2 separate regions of the Pan troglodytes genome follow, and region 2 is linked to region 1. Evidence: chromatin contacts called from public HiChIP or PLAC-seq data. All regions are on one chromosome and are shown on one strand. Each heading gives the region's core, a stretch centred on a gene start, on an enhancer-like site or on the middle of the called end of the contact. The rest is flanking DNA. Distances are from core to core; before and after follow the strand shown. Region 1 holds the start of RAB37 (RAB37, member RAS oncogene family). Region 2 holds the start of FDXR (ferredoxin reductase).

Region 1 (3,103 bases), core at 365-2,864:
AACATCATTTCTCATGAAAGTCTTCCATCATCAATTCTGGATTGGTTCAGATCCTCTGCTATTTGCTCTATAAACCTGAACAAACAGAATCATGTTTCTGAAGCTTCAGAACTCCAAACAAGACCCTGAGGAGTGACCCTTCCAAGGAATGTGAGGTTCCAGGCAAAGCCTCTAGAATCTTCTTATCTATAATAGTCAGGGTTGGTGAGGAAGCTCAGGAGAAAGTTAAGATGAGCGAGTCTAAGCTATCCATTCTGTACTTTTTTTGAGTATAGACAACTTTGAGAACTTAATAAAATCTATGGGATTCATTTCTTCTTCTGGAGATTGCCTCTCCCCCAGAAAAAGTCACAGAAGCAAAATTTTGTGTAATGTTATCAATGTTGCAAAGTTCCCCTAACATCCATTTATCCACCTCACATTAAGAACCCCAACCATTGGATGTTATGCATTTGTCACAGGCTGAAAACAAACAAACAAACAAAAAAAAACAAAAACAAAAAAAATCAGCCCAGTGAGAATCTCATAAAACAAACACATTGGTTCCCTAGCTTTGTTCATTTAATCAATGTTCATTGAGTATCTACAGTATAGTGATTCCAGCAATAATAACACCTTATAAATGAAATTTGCTTTACAATTTAAAAGAAAATAAAGACTTTTCATATACATTGTCTCACTCTTCCCCCAAACCCAATAAAGTGGGCATAGATTACTCTACCTATTTTGCAGATGAGAAAACATAAGTAATCCCAGGGAACACGAGTGATCTGGCTCACACAACTCAGCCAAAAAGGAGTGAAACCCAGCAGTAAAACGCACTCTTTTAACCCTAAGCCTGGCTCTTTCCTTCCATGTTGATATTGACTCCAAGGGCCTGTGGCTGGTACTAGGACTTGTCCTTAGTAATCTGATAATAATCCCAGAGGCCACAGTCTCAGCCTCCAGTTCCCATGGTGGTCAGCCTCACGCTCTCATATTCCATGTGATGATGCAATTTTGCCAATCAAAGGTCGCAGCAGCAGGACTCCCCTGATGTATAGGAGAAGTAGCCAGAGCTCTTCATCCCCTGCCAGGAGAGCATAGTAGCTCACATTTATTGAGTTCTTAGTACACGCTGGGCACTGTTCTAGGCTTTTTACATGAATTAACTCATTAAATACTCAGAACAAAACCATGAGGCAGGTACTATTATAATATTATCTCCATTTTGTGGACACTTAGGAGAGATTAATTTGCCCGAGTTTGCACGACTAATAATTTTCAGAATCGAGATTTGAATCCTGGAGCCTGTGCTCCTAACCAAACCACCATCTGCCTCTCCTGAGCCCATTGTCCTTAACTTCTTGCGGTCATGTGTGCTGGAGAGAATGTGATCAAAGCCCTGGACCTTCTCCCTAGGAAAACGCAGGTAAACAGAATTTTGCATATTTCAGGGACTTTGGGGACACTTAAGACCCATCTACTGTCGACCTCAGACTTAGAAGCTCTATTTATCTCATACATCCTGGAGAGAATTGTCCAGGGACAAAAACAGAAGCGCCGCCAGCGCCGCAGGACTTCGCCTCTGCAAACGTGTGAGGAGAGCTGTGCTGCGCTGAGCTGCGTGGTGACGGAGATGCCCGTTCGCTCGGGATCAGGAACGGTGAGCTCCCGGGACCGCAATGCCCTGAGAACGCAGCCGGGTGCTGAGCCTCCGGAGTCCGGTAGCTGAATGAAATACGCAGGGATCACCAGCCGGACCCAAATCTTGCGTCCCTGCCAGCATCCTGGAGTCCTAAGAGGCAGGGATTGGAGCGGACAGGATCTCAGAACTCTGGTCCCGGGCGCACAACGGCGGAGTCGCTGTTCCTGGTGCTGAAACGCTCAGTCCTGGAAGAACGTGGCCGCCTGCCCGCCTGGTACCGCGCCGCGGCCGCTGCGGGGAACTGTCCAGTGCTGAAAACGGATGCGGCCCGGCCCGCAGGGCTCAGACCCGAGGCTGCCACACCCAGCGGAGCTCGAACCGAGCTCCGGGAAGCGCTGACGCAGAGCGCAGGGAGAGCCGGAGCGGCGAGCTCCAAGCCTGGCATGGACCCGCAGAGACCCGATTCCTACCAGGGAGGAGCTGGCCCTGACTTCAACGACCACGTCCTGCATAAGGTAAACATCTCCTGTATTCCTCAACCTAACGTTGGAAGAGGCGCCAGCACCAGGAGTTTTCTCCACTCCCCTGACTTTGCTTTGGGACTTAATGAGAAACTAGCTTGTATCTGTGAGTCTGGGGAGCCCTTTCTGTCTGATCCTGTTTCCTGCTCAAAATAGAGATGTGTGAGCTCTTGGGGAAGGGCTGCCGCCAGAGGCTCAGATGGTCAGAAGCTTCATTCATTCACTTACATCATCTGTGTTCCTTTTTCACCCCCTCCTTCTCCTTGCCTATTTATGCCCCTGGGTGACCCCTGGCACCTTGCTCTCCTAACCCTTGTAGGAGACTGCATTTCTCCCTGTTACGTCTGCTAGCAGTGGCCAAATACCTAAATTTCTGGCCAATTTGTCTGAAATTAGATAAATGGTCTGCAGCAGAGATGAACTGCTGTTTTCAAATCAGACTCCCTCATGGCTCCAGAAAGCTTCCCTCCAGCCATGACTCCCTCACAGCCCCTGTAAGCATTTGCTTATTTCAAAGCACTAACATATCCATTGCTTCCTTCACTCAAGTTTCTTATGCAACTCAGTTTTCAGTAATGCAGGTCTCCCCCTAAGACAGTTGTTGGGAAAAATAGTAGCCTCTCTCAGGATAACAGTTTTAATTCAAAATCCATCACTCTGAAATAATCAAAGCATTATATTTGCCATAAGAAGTTATTATGGCTCACCTTCCCTTTCTCTGACTTTGCCATGCCTTCCTGCTCCAGCCCTTATATTTTCTGCTTTGATAATGCCAGTTCACCTGCTAGTCCTTTGAAAAGCTGTACGTGATCCTATAGGTGGAGTTTTTTAATCAAAACATCACTTTGAAGAGTCTATGAATGCAAGCTTTGAAATAACCTAACCCAACCTCCTCCTCTATCACACAGCTTATATTTAAGGAAACTAAAATCCAGAGAGGAAAAATGACTTGTCC
Region 2 (3,103 bases), core at 326-2,825, 200 kb after region 1:
AGTTACAGAAAGCGGAGGAGGTGGGTAGCCTCGAGATGTAGGATGTTTGGGACAGAGTGAAGACAGACGAGAGAGGAGGGAAGATGAAGGAGGACAAAGTCATTTTGCAGGTCTACATAAGCCCCCTGGAGTGCTTGGCCAGGGAGGCAAAGCTGACCACCTGCCACTGACCACTCACCACCAATGTGCGTTTTACACCCCTGTCACACTGAGGACGGGAGGGGAGGGGAGCCTCAGGTGTAGGTGAGGAAGCAAGTGGGAAGTGTCCAGGCCAGATGGCTGGGAGCCCCTTCCCCATAAGGCATCCAGGAGTGCTCTTAAAACCCAAAGCGGGTGAGGCTTGCCCTTAGGACTGGAGCAGCAGGTGAATGATGGACTATGAGTAAGTGGCTTACCTTTAGCAGGTGTTGGGCAGTGTAGAAGCCAGCTGGGCCACTGCCCACCACACAGATCTGGGGGGTCTTCTCCTGTGTGGAGAAATGGTGGCGGAAGCCTGGGGCCAGGCAGAGGAGAAGGAAAAGGTCAAAATTAACTTCTCTCCCCAGTCCCAAACCAACCTGAATATCCAACAGAAGCTGGAACTTCCCAAGCTTCACCCTCACCTGCATCCTCCTTCTCTTGTTCCTCAAGGCTTTGGCATTTGCAGGGTCTCTTACTTCATCTGAACCCCCAAAGGCTGTGGGTTCATCCAGAGCCTCACATCTCACCCATGAACCTACTACACCACTGCCAATGGCCTGCCCAACAACACTTCATTCCCTATCCAATCGGCTAGAATCCCACATCCTTCCAACGGCCTCCATATCATCCCAATCTCGCCCCCGTGGGTCTCCCCACGGTGTCCTCCTCTAACCCCTCTCTCTCTCCACAAAACGCTATATTGCCCATATAGACCCGTCTTATTCCTACAGATCCCTGTTTCGACTCAGACTTCCCTCTCGCCCCATAGACCTCCGTATCATCCTCCATTCACCCCGTCTCACACCTGTGGATCTCAAAGTCTCTCCTTTTCACCTTTGTTGACCTCCGTCTCTAACCCTAGAAGCCTCACATCTCACGCACAGATCTCCGCCCACCCCCGTACACCACCGGGATCTCGCCAGCAGGAAGACACCCCTTCAGTCTCACCCTTCTCCAGCCCTGCCCCAGCTCTGCTCCGACCCCTACTCAGCGCTCGCAGGCCACCCCGCGCTCCCATCCAGCCCCAAAGGCGCCCTGCTCCTACTTGGGGTGCTCCCGGCGGGAGGCAGCCGGGTCCGAGGCCTCGCCGACCAGCCCCACCAGCGCCAGCAGCGCGAAGCCATGGCTGGGAACAGCAACCTGCAAGTGGATCTGTTCCTGGCTACTGCTCCGCAGGGCAAGCCCGCTCCTGCCCGGGCCCGCCCACAAGCGAGGCCCCGCCCCAAACCCCGCCCCCCGCGCTCCGGGAAAGCGGAGCCTTGCGGCTCCACCCCGACTCCCGAGAGAATCCCGCCCCCAAAAGAGAGACCCGCCCTTAACTACGCCCCACCGTCGAAGCCCCGCCCCTCGGAGCATCCGGGGTATACGCGATTTAATACATTTCTCCCCAAGCCTCACCTTCCCTCCAAATCCCGGAAGCCTAGAGTTGGAAGAGAGCGAATCCCCATCGCTGTTTCAGTCCCTCCCCAAGGAAACAGCCACTTAGAAAGGAGCTTATTTTACTTAGCCGCGCCCCTCTCGGGAGGCTCTCGTCGCTCGCTGATGACGCAGACGCCCTTGCCATTTGATAGCGAATCCTCCCGCGTGACTTCGTCCCAGCCAATCACGAGTCCGGCTCCAAGTGAGCCTTCCCGCCGTTGGGAAATAACCAGAGTGCGGAAGTCTGGGGCAAGGAAGCTCCTGCCCGGAGCCCAGCAGCCTCCTTCTTCGACCCCGGGTGTTGTGGCGATGTAACCTCTCAAATCCCCGTCTTTGCCGGGCCAGGGAGAATATTAAACCCTGGAAAGCTCGTCCCACCTCACCTCCTTTCCCATTACATAGGTGAAGAAAAGCGGGGCGGGACAGTGGCTTACGTATGGTACTAAGGACAGAGCGTCCGACCCCCGTGCAGCCGAGCCAGGACCAGAGTTGAGGTACTCCCCTCGGGTTCAGAATTTAAGGGGGCTCCAAAACACTCAGTAATCAAGATAAATATAATACTGCAACGTTTTAAAAGGTCAAAAGTAATGCAAAAAGTCTATGATCAAAATGTTTTTTAAAATAAGGACAGGATCCGTAGTCACAGCTGACCCAATAAGCCTAACCCCTCTTCCTTTTCCCCATGGGCCCTCTTGTCAAATATTACTTCCTTGGAGAAGCCTTTTCTCTGACCCGTCCCCTCCCAAGTTCCAAGGAGTTAAAGGCCTCTCATTCCACAGCATCTGACCTTATCCCATCATGACTTACTACACTGGTTGTCGTTTTTAATGAGATTTTAAATTCAATAATAACATACAGAAAAGTGCACAAATCATAAGTGTACAACTTGACAATATATCACAAGGTGTAACCATATAACCACCACCCAGATCAAGAAATAAAACATGGCCAGTATCCCAGGAGTCCTCTGTGCCCTTACTGGTCACTTCCCCTCCCTCCCACTGGTAAGAAAATGCTGTTCTGCTTTCTAATAGGTCACTGTGTTTTATGCCTGTCCCACTAGACCAGGAGTAGGCAAACTATAGCTTGCAGGCCAAATACTGTCCACCAGCATGTTTTGGATGACCAACAAGAATGGCTTTTACTGTTTTTGTTTTTTTGGAGGTTTTGGGGTTTTTGTTTTTGGTTTTGATTTCGTTTTTTGAGACAGGGTCCTGCTCTGTCACCCAGGCTGGAGTGCAGTGGTGCCATCTCGGCTCACTGCAACCTCTGCTTCCTGGCTTGGCTCAAGCGAGCCTCAGGCCTCAGCCTCCGGAGTAGCTGGGACCACAGGTGCCTGCCACCACGCCCGGTTCATTTTTGCATTTTTTGTGGAGATGGGGTTTTGCCATGTCACCCAGGCTGGTCTCGAACTCCTGAACTCAAAGCCATCCTCCCACCTCGGCCTTCCAAAGTGCCAGGATTACAGGAGTGAGCCACCGCACCCAGCTTGTTTTTACATTTT

Evidence for each region. HiChIP or PLAC-seq counts read pairs in DNA pulled down with a chosen protein or histone mark.
Region 2: an H3K4me3 HiChIP or PLAC-seq map of stem cell-derived excitatory neurons shows a contact between it and region 1, with 2.2 times the contacts expected there. The contact joins the promoter of FDXR here to the promoter of RAB37 in region 1. A contact is called at or near these places in 2 of 7 Hi-C or Micro-C datasets (induced pluripotent stem cells and stem cell-derived neural progenitor cells) and 1 of 1 datasets of contacts at active chromatin or transcription factors (stem cell-derived excitatory neurons).

Annotation. Positions count from the first base shown.
Region 1 is chr19:87,662,151-87,665,253 of NHGRI_mPanTro3-v2.0_pri, forward strand. It overlaps RAB37 (RAB37, member RAS oncogene family), which reads left to right and starts at 1,615. Exons shown (of 9, transcript XM_016932905.4): 1 at 1,615-2,142. The coding sequence starts at 2,071.
Region 2 is chr19:87,865,505-87,868,607 of NHGRI_mPanTro3-v2.0_pri, forward strand. FDXR (ferredoxin reductase) reads right to left here and starts at 1,576. Exons shown (of 12, transcript XM_016932895.4): 1 at 1,226-1,576; 2 at 396-493. The coding sequence starts at 1,304.